Regions from separate parts of the Mus musculus genome. Here regions 1 and 3 are each linked to region 2. The links are chromatin contacts, called in public HiChIP or PLAC-seq maps. All regions are on one chromosome and are shown on one strand. The core of a region is the stretch at or near the end of the contact, and the rest is flanking DNA. Distances in the headings are between cores, read along the strand shown.

What was found. HiChIP or PLAC-seq counts read pairs in DNA pulled down with a chosen protein or histone mark.
Region 1: an H3K4me3 HiChIP or PLAC-seq map of bone marrow-derived macrophages shows a contact between it and region 2, with 3 times the contacts expected there. The contact joins the promoter of Cab39 here to the enhancer-like site in region 2. A contact is called at or near these places in 2 of 39 promoter capture datasets (pre-B cells and stem cell-derived epiblast-like cells), 8 of 484 Hi-C or Micro-C datasets (CD4 T cells, CD8 T cells, Th1 cells and 4 more), 6 of 115 datasets of contacts at active chromatin or transcription factors (CD8 T cells, the SCID.adh cell line, bone marrow-derived macrophages and 3 more) and 2 of 9 other capture datasets (adipose tissue and liver).
Region 3: a contact with region 2 is called in an H3K27ac HiChIP or PLAC-seq map of CD8 T cells, with 10 times the contacts expected there. The contact joins the promoter of Sp110 here to the enhancer-like site in region 2. A contact is called at or near these places in 1 of 484 Hi-C or Micro-C datasets (bone marrow-derived macrophages), 4 of 115 datasets of contacts at active chromatin or transcription factors (the 230-238 cell line, CD8 T cells, effector CD8 T cells and 1 more) and 2 of 9 other capture datasets (adipose tissue and liver).

The regions. Positions count from the first base shown.
Region 1 is chr1:85,790,627-85,795,257 of GRCm38.p6, forward strand. Cab39 (calcium binding protein 39) reads left to right here and starts at 2,815. Exons shown (of 9, transcript NM_133781.5): 1 at 2,815-3,195.
Region 2 is chr1:85,696,754-85,701,167 of GRCm38.p6, forward strand. Sp100 (nuclear antigen Sp100) reads left to right here. Exons shown (of 22, transcript NM_001372231.1): 14 at 253-357; 15 at 2,854-2,996; 16 at 4,364-4,396. Among named protein-coding and RNA genes, the nearest start is that of A630001G21Rik, 38 kb to the right of the region's middle. Within about 2 kb of position 1,463, at least 58 of the 459 cell types and tissues checked have an H3K27ac peak or open chromatin away from gene starts, as enhancers often do. A contact at or near this core is called in the 230-238 cell line, CD8 T cells, the SCID.adh cell line and 9 more, where this site is marked.
Region 3 is chr1:85,595,597-85,600,110 of GRCm38.p6, forward strand. It overlaps Sp110 (Sp110 nuclear body protein), which reads right to left and starts at 3,214. Exons shown (of 12, transcript NM_030194.1): 1 at 3,033-3,214; 2 at 366-513. The coding sequence starts at 512. It also overlaps a transcript of Sp140 not described here.

The DNA.
Region 1 (4,631 bases), core at 1,565-4,064, 95 kb after region 2:
TTGGTGAGTCTGAGGGTGTGGACTGGTGGGTGGATGGGAAGGGAGGCAAACAGGAGTGCTGGAGAGTTCAAACTTCAAGAGCAGAGCCATGGTGGAAACTGCAGTGTCCAGGGTGGGGCTAGCCTAGTGGCTGCTGACGTACAGTGGATGTGAAGGTCATTGGGATAGCACAGTAAAGGGACCGTATCCAATAGGGTGAGCTGCAATGATACAGCCAGGTGAATGAAGGCACTGGGTGGGGTGGGAGGGAAGCCATGAGTCAGGCTCCAAAGTCCTTTCCTAGAGGGTCTAATTAAGGGAGGGAAGTGCCTCCATCCGGTGGCCCAGCATCAGCAAGGAAGAGGAAGAGACGGCATGATGGGAGATTTACACAGGACCAGCACAGGCTCTAGGGAGACAATAACAGCAACAGCCCAGGCAAGCACAGAACCCAGTGTTCTGTGGCCACCACACAGGAAAACAAAGGCCCCCTGAGAATGTTTCAAAATGAAGATGCAGAACTTTCCAGAAAGTGGCATGGCCCGAGAAATAGTTTAGTAGAAACAGCTTTCCAGAGCCCTCCCGTCCCCAATAGAAGAATATGGAAAATAGCCCGATTCTGTAAGAGGCCATCAAAAGCTGTCTGGCATCTTCTCTCTGTAACTGTGGGTAGAAGGTAGGTGCAGCCTTTGGCCCTTTGCAAGGGAAATTTCACCAGTCTGGCTAGTTTCCCTAGAAGTGTTCAACATGTCCAAGATGAACTATGCTTGGTTGAATGGATTTTAAGTGTTAATATGCTAATGGTTTTGTTTGCTTGTTTCTTGACACCACATATCTGTCTGGTCACTGCATATCACCGAGAATGACCTTGAATTCTTCATTTTCCCCCCACCACTCCCAAGGGCTAGGGTTATAGGTGTGCACTACTACTATACCTGACTGACACATGCTTGAGCACACAGACACATACATATACGAACAAGATCACACAAATTAAAGGGGGTGGTGTGTTGAGACAAGATCTTGCCATGTGGCGCTAGAAACCTGGAACTCACTACTTAGATCAGGTTGGCTTCAAATTTACAGTCTTTGCTTTGCTAGAACTAGGATTATAGTGTAACAGGTTTCCAGACCTTAGCACAACAGATGCCATGATGAAAGTACCATTCAGGTCCTGAGACCCAGGATAGAGGCAGCAATACCTGCCAAAAACAAGAGAGAACAAAGACCTAATCCATCAAAGTCCATAGTTCCGGGAAAGTCCATAAAGGAACTAATCTTGCTTTTTGGCTTTTGTAGTTCTGCAACTAGACTGGATGACTGTTCTTGCTAACCGAGGTGTGACAAGCCAGGATATGGTTTTGTGTGTGTGTGTGTACTTAAAAAGGGGGGCGGGGAGAGCCATTGAGTTGTAAAATAAATAAATAAATAAACAAACAAACTCACCTGAGAAAGGCTCAGGACTATACTTGAACCCCAAACACCCAGAGTAGTCACTGGCTGGTAATAGAGACTTTCTATCGGCTTGAGCCCATGTCTGAGTGATCTTCTCTATTGTTATGGATACTTCATACGTGTTATCTTCTCTATCTCCCTCATCTTTGTCTCAGCTTTCTTTGTGTGCATACAAACTACCCACGACTGAATCCAGAATCTACCATAATTATAGTATAGCCTGAGCTATACCCCCGAGCCCTACTATAGGGTGTCAGCAACCCCCGTCTACTGTATTTGTGGAATTCCTCCGGCCCTTCACTCTGATCTTCATATCGCAGTAACAGTGATTACGACTTTTTTTTTTTGAGACAGGGTTTCTCTGTGTAGCCTTGGCTGTCCTGGAACTCACTGTGTAGACCAGGCTGGCCTCAAACTCAGAAATTCGCCTGCCTCTGATCACGACCTTTTTAAAACGCCAAAGCCTGGCCCTTTCCTGCTCCAAATCCTATGGATAGCTTGCTTCTCTCAAGTATTGAAGTTCTCACAGGAGGCTCACATCGCCTTGCTTCCTTCAGGAAACCACTTCCTTAGCACACTGTAGCTGTCCAAAATCCTGTCCCATTGTTAAGCATATAGCAAAGGAGCACACATGTAGCATTTTTGAGTTCCAGACTCTGTCATTAGATCTCTGTAATGCATTATTTTATTCCTCTGGGTGTGTGTTCATGGCACTTGTTTCTCTCTCTCTCTCTCTCTCTCTCTCTCTCTCTCTCTCTCTCTCTCTCTCTCTCTCTCTCTCTCTCTCTCTCTCTCTCTCTCTCTCTCTCTCTCTCTCTTTCTTTCTTTCTTTCTTCATGGAACTTGCTTCCCTATCTATCTATAGGCAGAGTTTTTCACACAGCCCGGGCTGACCTAAACCTGTGAAGTCTAGGATGACCTTGAACTCCTAATTCTCTTGAGTTCACCTCCCAGTGTTGGGATTACAGGCATGCACCACTAAAATCCACTTTGGAAAAAGTAGGATATGTACCCTTGTTGGATCTTGTTTCTTTGGAATATTTCATCACTTTTTTTCCCCTGTCAGGAGATGCCAAAGTGAAGTTACAGGTTCTGCCCAAGCATGAAAGAACCCATTTGAACAGTTTTGAGCCCTCCGCAGATGTAAAGTTTTAAGACTTGAGGAAGTGGACTGTGTTCCTCCAGGAACTAGCAAGTAAGGGGCGCATAGACGACGACTCCAGCTCCCCTTCTGCTTTTTCTCAGTGCCCCCAGCTCTTCAACTTGCCGGCGACTCAGGCGTCCCGAGTCCGCCCGGCCGTCCGGGGGCGCCCGAGTACGCAGAGGGCGTTGCGGCGCCGCCCGACGTCCCGCCTTCGGCGGCTGCGCAGTGCGCACGTCAAAGCCGGGCTCAGGCCGGAGCTGGGCGCGGGGCGCCAGGAGCCGCGCGGCCTGAGAGAGTCTGGGGCTTCAGTAGCCGCGCGAAGGCTGAGACAACCTCAGAGGCGAAGGCAGTGCGGGACCTCACGGCCACAGCCGCAGCCCTACCGAGCGCAGCACCGCGGCGGCCACAGCAGGAACCCCTGGGCCACCGTCCGCCCGCGCAGCCGCCGCCGCCGCCGCGGGAGCCCGTCGCCCGGAGCAGCTGCGGGCGGAGGACAACGGAGGGCCGGAGCGTCCGAGCCGCGCCGCGGGGACCGAGCGAGCAGCCCGAGGCGGCGGCGGCCGAGGACGGGGACGGAGACGAAGCAGAGAGGGAGCTCCCTGGCCCGGCCCAGCCCGGTGAGTGATCCCCCGGCCCGGCCCTGCTCGCGACGCGGACGCCCGCCGGCTTCCGCCCGACCCGCCTCCATTTTCCCGGGTGGCGGCGGCGGGAGCGGCCCGGAGCAGCCGGAGCTCCGGGCGCCGCCCTTGTCCTCGCCCGTACTAGGCTCCGGGGGCCTGCCGGCCGGGGCTACAACTAACCGGGGTAGAGCTGGCCCGGCCAGCTGTCACTCCCGCCGCTCCGGGGACTCCGAGCACCTAGCCCTGGGCTCCGCGTAGCCTCACTGTTAGCGGGACGCTGACACTATCTTTGTAGGGGACCTTTCAGGAAAATGCCTAACTGATTTCTGGCTAGGAATTGTGCGTTCGGCGCGTTCCCGGGTTCGGTTGGAGCAATCCAAAACGCCGACTGCGTGCCGGTGCCGGAGCGACTCCGAGGTGAACCCGGCCGGGAGGTGCCCTCCCCTGGGGAGCTTTAACGCGGTGATGTGAGAGATAAGACGAGTACACAAATAGCTAAGATACCAGGCAGGAGGGGGATAGATAAGTTCCGTTTAGGAACTACCAATTGCTAGAAAGGTGCTCCGGGGTGACTGGACCTGTCGATCGTTTCCGCCTTCCCACGAACCTGGGAGGCTTCCTGGGCGAGGCGGTGCTAAACCGGGTCTAGAAGACTCGATTGGATTCGGGAGAAGGGGGTTGCAGTGGAGAAGGGCGTGGAGGGGCAACAAAGCTGGAGGACAAAGGTACAAAGAGCATGCGAATGTTGCCAATTCCATCACCGGGTGCCGTGATAGGTGGGGTAGACTAAAGAGGCATTTGGAGTCAGATCTTTGAATGCTGTAGAGGAGCTGTTTGAACGACCTTCCACGGAAAACTTAGAACTCATTTTTCAGTGACTCATGAGGCCGGAAATGTATGCTAGGGCATATTAAAGGCGCTCTTGAGAAAGACAGGCGAGCAGAGAAGGCCACAGTCAGGACTTAGCATTGTTTCCTAAATATAATGCAGTTTGAGGTCGATTTTGACAGCTTCCGGGATATTTAAGTAAATCTATGTCCAAGCCAAGGAAAATACCTTTTGTAGAAAGTGTCACTAGATGCGTGCTTATCTGAAGTAATTAAAAGAGGTGCCTAAATTAACCTTCTCTACACACAAGGCATTTGCGTTGGTGAGTTCTCTAAAATTGCATCAGAACTTCTGGATCCCTGTGTTGGAATTGAACATTAAACTGTAGATTTATAAAAAAAAAAATAGTAATAAGAACTGAACTGTTAACAGTCTAGACAGACAGTTGGACACACACCATTTTTCTGGAAAAGTAAAAAATTTCTTGTTAATTTTTAGTTATGAAAATATTGGAGAGCCAGAAGTGAAAGTTTTTAAGCTCTATTTTACAGGTTTAAAAAAATTAGCAAGTAATTAGTAACTACTAAATGCTTACAATATATGAT
Region 2 (4,414 bases), core at 213-2,712:
CAAGTCTGGGAGTGGAATTCTTCTCACCAAAGTTCTGGCTGCTGCGTAGGAGTCCAAAGGTTGGGAGCAGAGTGTGTTGTTATCTTTATTAGCATCTAATCATGCCTAAAAGAGATAATATGTACTATATTACAAAATGTAACTAATTCATGTAAAAACCTAATGCATTTTTAGTTGTACAAGTAAGATACCAAAGTGGGTGGAGGGAAGGTCCCGCACGGTTCTAGAATAAAGTGAAATGTGTCCCTGCAGGTCCGAGAATCCCCAGAGAAGAAAATGCGGATTTTGGAGGAGCTGAGCTTCCTGTGGTATGTGGCAACGCTCAGGGCTTCCTGGATAAGGAGAAATTTAAGCAAGGTGAGTTTCAGATCTTCGGTGCCTTTCAAAGCCACAGTGTAGGGGGCAGGCACCTGTGTTGAGGGTGTCTCATCCCGGATCTAGTTTATGGGACTCGAGATATAGGTAATGTCATGCCTGTTAATGAGGTGAGAGGTTGTGAGGCCAAATTAACAATAAGAAGAGGGCATGAGCCGGGCTGTGGTGGCACGCTCCTTTAATCCCAACACTTGAGAGGCAGAGACAAGCAGATCTCTGAGATCAAGACCAGCCTGGATTTCAGATTGAGTTCCAGGATAGCAAGGACGAGAGAAAGAGAGAGAGAGAGAGAGAGAGAGAGAGAGAGAGAGAGAGATCTTGGCATTACTCACCTGGTAGAGACTACCTGAGTCTAGTGCCAGAATTTCTAACAGCCATGAATTATGAAGGCACCTCTCTCTGTAGATGCCCAGGAGGGAACCAACTGAGTCGTATGTGTCGAGTGTACTCCTTGTAACAGTTTCAGCACAGCGAGATGACATTTGCAGATGCCAGTCAAGGGCTGACTGTGTTGGATGGTGGTTACTCAGAAGAGTCTCGGGGTTGCTGTGTTTATCCTGTGTCTATCTGCATCACACCCCAGAGAGGCTAGACCCAGGGCTTTGTGCATATTAGGGAAGCATTCTATCATGAGCTCTGCCCCAAGTTGCAGTTTTGCGTGTTTAAATATAAAACCATAGCTTATCAGGCTACCTCCCATTCCCCTTGAGAAAAGGGCCCATAAGATGTCCATCTAGTATCTCATACCAGAGTGAAAACTTCCACAGCTGGGCAGGAAATGTACATGTCTGAGAGATTCATCATCAACCTTTGTGGGTCTGTTACCTGCAACATCTGTCAAACTTTAATCTAAGTTAAAAGGGTGGGGCAGATATTTGAATTGGAAGAAAGATACACTCAAACTTTGTGTTTACCAGTATATTAGCCCACTGTTCCTGGCTCTATTTTAGTATTCAAGTAAGGCTACTCTATTTAACTTACAGATTTAGGGGCTAAAAAGTCAAGATCGTGCAGCCTATTGTGTGGCTTTTGGTAAGAGACTGCTGGTAGGTGGCTTCATGACAAGAGAACGTGTAGGAGGAAGAGATCATATCATAAGACAGGAAGCCAGCAATTGGGGTCCCATGAGAGTTACCATCATCCCTCCTGAGGGCAGCTCCCTCTATGATCGAGAATATCTTATTCTCATATACCAAGTGAAGGACCAGGTTGTCAATGTGAGAACCCTGATGGGGTGACACTCATAGCTAAACCCCAAGTCAGTTGCTCTGTCATCTCTGTCAGACTCTCTAACACTGAACTTCCTCTTTTATGAAATGAGAATAAAATTTCTCTCACTGGACTGCAATGAGAAATAAAGGACTATAGATAAAAAAAAATACAGTGAAAATGATCATTGTTAAGGTACAGAACTACTGCTCTATCACCCATTGTGACTGACCTTCCTCCTACAACACAGTTCTTTCTTTAAGATTTATTTTTGTTTTATGAGCATGGGTGTTTGCCTGCATGTGTGCCTGTGCCTGGAGCCCATGGAGACCAAACGGGGACATCAGAACTGGAGTTAACAAGTGCTTAGATGCCACCTTGTAGACTCTGAGACCTGAACCTGGGCCTCATGAAAAAGCAGCAGGCAATTTTAACCACTGAACCATCTCCCTAGCCTCAATAGGTTCTTTTGTTATCAACAAATAGGCATTTTCCCTACAGTTCTACTGTCTATGTGTAATCTAGCTATTCCCTCTGGATTATATTTCCAAACCACTTTTAACATCCAATAGCCATGTGTCAAAAATATGTGAATATTTTATAGCTAGCTATCATGAGCTGGAAGAGCGATGTTGTTGACAAAAGACAGGACTGGCTGTGGTGATAGCTTCCTCCTGGGTGGATTCACAAGAGCCCAGTAGGGAACTTTGTGTCCTCACTCACCTTTCTAAAATGCAAGTTGGCTCTACCCTGGAGCACAGTAAAAGGAGGAGAAAAAATCCTGTTTGTGTCTCAGAGACCTTCCTTTGCTATTCTCTTTTCTTTTAATATTACAGTAGAATACTTTAAAAGGTGATGTTAAGGGCTGGGGAGACAGCTTTGTGGTTAAGAGCACTAGCTGCTGCTCTTCCAGAAGACCCAGGTTCCATCCCCAGCAACCACAGGGTGGCTCACAACCCCAGTTCTAGGAGAGACAATGTCCTTTTCTGGTTTCTGTAGGCAGAAAACATGCATGCTGTCCACAGACCAACAAAACACCCCGCAAAACACCAGTACTCCTAAAATAAATAAATGAATTCTTTTTAGGAAAAGGTCAAAGGGCAATGTCAACTAGTCTCTGTCCTTGCCTGTCAGGTGGATGTGTGGCCCTTGGTGACTCACAGGGAAATGTAAACCTTCCTGACTGAGCCTGAGCCCCAGATCCAGCCTGACCGTAGGCCAAGAGCAGGTGTTTTCCGAGCTGGCTCCTCAGTTTATCCTGTCTTACAGGCATCTATGTGAGGAGTATACGGGGCAAGACAGGGCGGTTATTCACTCCCATGGACTTTGAAATCGAAGGAAACTGTGAAAAAGCCAAGAACTGGCGGCAAAGCATCCGCTGCAAGGGATGGACCCTGAGAGAACTGATACAGGTATTCTGCGGGCAGAAAGCGTCTGCGGTTTCTGGAGCCATGGTAGATGAAAAGTTTCTGCTGTGTGACAGGCAGCTTCCAATATTCTGGGGGAACGGCAACAGATTCAAGGCTCTCTCGGTGTAGCTGGTAGCTTCAACCAAAGATTTCACAGGCATAACTCACTGGTAGAAGATGTTAGCAGAATCTCTGTGTCCATCATGACTCTTGTTAGCCAGGTTCCATGGCGTGGGTGTTGCCAGCATGCCATGGAGGTGTTTGTGACCTTGGCTGGCTTGTATTACAGCTTAATCCTCTTAAATGGATTGACTCCCATCCTTCAGATGGTAGGAGAACAGACTGTGTGTGGCCTTTTCCATGAACTGATTGTATAAGATTTGGTAGCATGGATATAATTTAAAATCTGACAGGGGGAGGGGCAGGTGTGTCTTTAAACTCGGAGTGTCAGTGATGAAAGAAAATAAATTACATATCTGAAAATAATTCAACCGCATGGATGCCTGAGTTACAGAATGTCCCAGCAGGATTTCTTCCAGTAAGTCATCCCACACTTAGTCTTGAAAAGGAATAGCTGGGTGTGGTGGCTCACACCTGTAATCCCAGCCCTTGGGAGACTGAGGCAGAGGAATTGCCCAGACCTTGTAGTGAGTTTCAGGACAGCCTAGGTCACCAAGTAATACCCTTAGCTCCCTCTATGCCAAAAGAAAAGTAAATAAAAGAAAGGGTAATTTAAAGATTGCTTTTTTAAAAGTAAGTCCTTCATACCAACGCTCTGAACTGAGGGAAATCAGGAGTTTCCTTTGATAGCTGAACCTATTTCATTCAACTCAGGGTACACTGTGCTCTCTGTCACACATCTCAGGTGGCCTTTCCCTGTGTCACATTCACAATAAAGGAAAAGGGATTGCTCATTGGGTATTGACTGAGCTGCATCTAAAGCCGTGTAGTTACAGGTGTGAGCCCCTGGCCAGAGCCAGGCTGCACCTTCATGCTGCAGTTAGTACTGTGAGGAGAGGTGCCAGCAGGAAGCGATGCTGTAGCTAAGGGGTGGGATGGAGAGTTTTCACAGAGTTGGGTGGTAAAGGAAGATAGTTCTGACAAAGTGTAGAATGGGGCTTTCTGCACGGGGAAGAAGAACATGAAAACGAAGCCTCAGTGTGTCAGGAAGCTGGGGGTGATCGTGTGGGGGAAAAGTCTAAAGGTTTCCCTGACTCGCTGTGGAGAGCATGGAAATAAATAATTTCCAGGGAGTTACCTTGTATCTAACAATGGGACATCCAGATAGCAGTATCTAGAAGGCAGTTAAAAATACCTAGCTCAAGAAATAAAAGCCAAGACCAACCCTATCATTAATCTCTGTCTTTCAGAAAGGAGTACTACAAGACCCACCAAGGAAAAAGGTATTTATATCCCACAGT
Region 3 (4,514 bases), core at 1,964-4,463, 99 kb before region 2:
TTCAGGTCTCTGAGTTCAGTCAGTCAGTTGAGTGCAGTGCAGTGGAGCTGAGTCAGGGAGTTGGGGTCAGTGCAGTGAGTGCAGTGCAAACTATTAATCTAAGAACTCCAAGAGCTTCCAGCCACCAGAAGCTAAACAGAGGCAAGAAACAGATCCATCTTTGAACTTACAGCACCTACAATATACCCTATCACTAATACAGCCTCAAGACACCCTTTCTCCCAACCTCCCTTCCTGCAATAATGATCATGGTCAAGTTGGGCCTTCCATGTTCTAGAAACCCTGATGGGTTGTGGTCAGAGATCTCAATACTGAAACATACTTAATGAGGACTAGACAGCTTTGTGGAGGGTCCACAGCCTCACCTTGTACATTCTCTCAGTGATGAAGGAATTGTCCCGGAGCGCTTCGAAGAAGGGGAATGGCTTGTTGATGGCATAGGCGATGTTCACCTTCATGTATATGAAATGCTGGAGAAGAGCCTTTTCCAAGGCTTTGGTCAGAGTGAACATCCTATAAAAAGAGGCAGGCTGAGAAGACAGGCAAAAGTTCTCAGGAGCATGGGGAGTGGCTCTCTGCATAAAATGGATTCTCAAAGGTAGACACCCTAGTCTTCAAGCATCCCTTAGCTGTCTACAGAGCAAAGTCTTGCTAAAAGATCCATTGGTAGAGGAGATAAAGGCAGTGCCCAGAAACCACAGAGGCTGAGAAGGACAGACAATAGCATATAACCATCCTGAAAGGGATTTTAAAACATAAAGTGGGTTTTTAAAACATCTCTTCTTCACTGAGTATGTCCTATGTCCAGCTTTTGTTCCAAGGATTTCATAGGTAGTAACTTACTGGAGTTCACAAAGCATTGCAAGGTGGTCACTGTCATCACAACTACCTAACTGTGGTGAGCTCTAATGCAGACAGGGGTGAGGTAAGCGATCCTCATGCTAGATTATACAATCTGGAGGGGGCTGAGTACTAATCGAATCTTGACATTCTAGATGCTGGTTTACAGTTGAGAAAGTGCTTGGCCACAGCCAGAGTGTATGTATAGAGAGAGTTGAATATATATGAGCTGGCTTAGAACAGATCACCTGCAGTGTAGCAGAGCACTATCTCATACCAATGCTCATGAAAAAGAGACCACCCAACATGTAGAGCTAGAAAGCTGGTAATATTTAGACACTGAAAAATCACTCACAACACTTTGACGCAAGCAGACAACACATGAATAAAATCAGGAAGGATATGAAAAATAGGATTGGTCAAAGTCAACGCTTGGTTTTATGACCCCATTTCATTCTTCAGGATGGACCTGGGTCTTCTTATGGAATGTTTCTAAAAATCGACTGCTTCTGGATCATGAGAAAATAACCAGTGAGTTATAACAGAAAACTTCCAGGTGGCAAACTGTTGTAAGAAGGCAGGCCCTAGTAAACCTTTTGATCACAGAGGGGGCGCTTTTGTTGTTGATTGGCAGTAGTGGGGATGGAGTCCAGGACCTGTGCATCTTAGGCAAGTGCCCTATCCCTGAGCTGCATCCCAGCTAGCAACACAGTTCTGTTTATTTGTTTGCTAATCTTAAACACAAAGAAGGCAAAGGTCCCCCTTTCCTCTTTTTTAAAACAGAATATTAAATATTAAAGAGTATTTCCAAAGAGTATTTCCAGGAATTTAATCCCAGCATCACATTGAGTAGACTTGTCTGTCCCTTTCTTCTTCTTTCCCAATCTCTTAAACTTAGCAAAAAAAATGTTGAGGAGAAAACAAAAAGAAGCCGACTTCACAGTAGGACTGTAGAGCAGGGAGATGTGTCACAGATCATCCAGTCCTGAGGGAATCCTGGCAGACTGGGGACAGGTGGGAGGGAAAGCTGTTGAGGCTACTTGTGGGGGAGGGGAGGGGAGGCAGCAAGAACATGTGCTCTGGGTTCTGCTTAGGATGGCAGCAGCACTCAGACCTACGCTGCTGTGGCAACTTTGCCATTTGCCGCCTGCCACAGTTTCCGAAGATGGAAGTCAGATCTACAGAGGTTAAGTACCTGTGCCAAGGACACCAATCTACAGTAGAGTGTGTCTGTCTCTGATATTTTGTTTCTCACTGTGCAAGATATGGTATCTCAAGCCTGAGGAAATGGTGCAAGCCTTTAATGCCAGCACTGGAGGCAAAGGCAGTTGGAGGCCATCCTGATATATATAGTTCCAGGACACTCAGGGCTACACAGAAATTCTGTCTTGAAGAGGGGAAAAAAGATCCTGTGTCTCAGCTGCCTGCATGCAGGTTTTTATTATGTTAAGGGCCTTACAAATAAATTAGGGAAAGACAAACACCCATTAGGAAAGACAAAGCCCCAAACAATCAATAAAATGAGCATCATATACAATGAATGCATAATTAAGCTGGGAAAAGGCAGACAAGTCGAAGGACTTGACAGTGCATAGTACTATCAAAGTGACCAGGAGACAAAACAATAGTCACAGTCCCTGATAGGGTAGAAGTGAAAAGCATTTCAAGTGTTCTGTGACTTATTTGGAATCAGGGTCACCAGCTGTAAAAATTACATTTCCCTTGAATTTTCACGCACAGTAATGTATTTCAGTGAAATGACCATGGACTAAAACCAAAAAAAGCAAACATACAAAAACCATCCATACCCCCGCTAGAGAGAAGTAAGGGCGCCCCTTACTTTCTCTTTCCCAATAGCTCCATAATTAGGCAAGTGTTGGAAGATGATAACGGCACCGCCCACCGTGGACACTTGCGAGGTCCAACCTCGGGAATAGGCACTGGACACTGTCCCCAAAGTCTGTTTCAGAAAAAGAGTTGTGTGTATAAGCCCTCACTGCCCTCCCCTCCCCTCCCCTTCCTCCCTCTTATCCACCTCCACTCCAGGGTCCGAGCCAGGATCCGGAGCCATGCTCGAGTCTCTGGACAAGATTACTTAGCAAAGAGAGAACCTGGGGAGTCTAGGGTACAGCAGACAAAAGCTGACCCCAAGAATCAGGAATCTAGTTGCAGAGCCCAAGAGCAGAACGCACCTGGATGCTGAGGGCTGCCACGGGTTCTCCCGAGTTCTCCCAGGTCACTGCCTGGATTAGTTAAGGGGTTCCTGGATCCTTCCTGGAAAAGCCTGACAGCCCAGTCTGGACCCGAAGTTATGCTGCCTTGGAAGTCCCGCGGGGAGTCAGGCTTCAAGAAAAGAAAAATGAAAGTGATCTCAGCACACTGAGCAGGAAGCCAGCCAGCCACACCAATTCCGCCCTCCACTCCTCCACCCCTGCCTTGTGCGGTTCCCCAGCGTGGTTAGCATTATGGGTTTCAGGGGCACTTGCTGGGAATCCAGATCTGCCTGGAGTGGAGTGAGAGGCAGGGAGGCAAAGGATTAACACTGGAGAACATGGGAAGGGTGTGTCCACTGTCCCCTTCCTAACCTGGGGATCTATTCCCCCAGTGGTCTCATTGTAACCTTTAGGAAGTATTCTCAAACTGCATTGGGGTGAAGGTTATCCTGAAAAAAATTGCTAGAAGTTATTAAATTAACAACAACAACAACAACAACAACAACAACAACCAGAGCTGGCATCTTTGAAATGTCTAGAATTTGTCAGGATCACTATGTGAGAAAATTGAAATAAAACAAAAGGCAACCAAGTGACTCTCGAAAGAGTCTGAGCTAGGGTCTCTGAGTGTTCAACTGAGAAGAGTTCTATGTAACCCCGTCTAATATTTCCCAAATGTATTTGATCCACAAGACACCCCAATTCCCCACCCCCAGGATACCCACGAGGCCTCTGGGACTTTAGATTTGAACCAAGGCTAGCCCACACAGGACAGAGCTTCTCTGTACTTCCTATGGAGACACCGACGGTAGAATTTGCAGCCAAGTACAGTTAGAACAGTAGGCTTGGCCCAGAGTGTCCCAGGGATGGGGACTGAGTGTGTGTGTGTGTGTGTGTGTGTGTGTGTGTGTGTGTGTGTAGAGGCTTGGCCCAGAGTGTCTCAGGGATGGGGACTGAGTGTGCATTAATGCTTGTGTGTGTGTGTGTGTGTGTGTGTGTGTGTGTGTGTGAGAGAGAGAGAGTCTGCACAAGAATCACAAGCATGCTTATGTGTCAGAAAATTACCCTACCCTCGAGAAACCTCTAAAGCAAGAAAAGTTATTACATCAGACAGATATGAATAAGGGCAAAGATTTCATTTGGAGTCACACATACTAGGACTACAGTAATGATGGTAAAACCTCACCTGGTATTTCACACCACGTGAGAGCTCATTAGACTTATACGTTTAACACAGTTTTAAAGATGCATTTACCTAAAGTGATGATTTTGGTGAACTTTACCAAATATAATCATGCCACAGTGATCACACAGGCCAAGTCCTCTGCCCTCCTAAAATCCCCTTGTTCTTGGCAGAAAACCCCCTCTCAGATTCCAGCCCCAGAGAACCACAGATCATCGGTTACACAGCTAAGTTTGACCGGCGCAGAAATGCCATATAAATGAAGACATAAAGTGTAC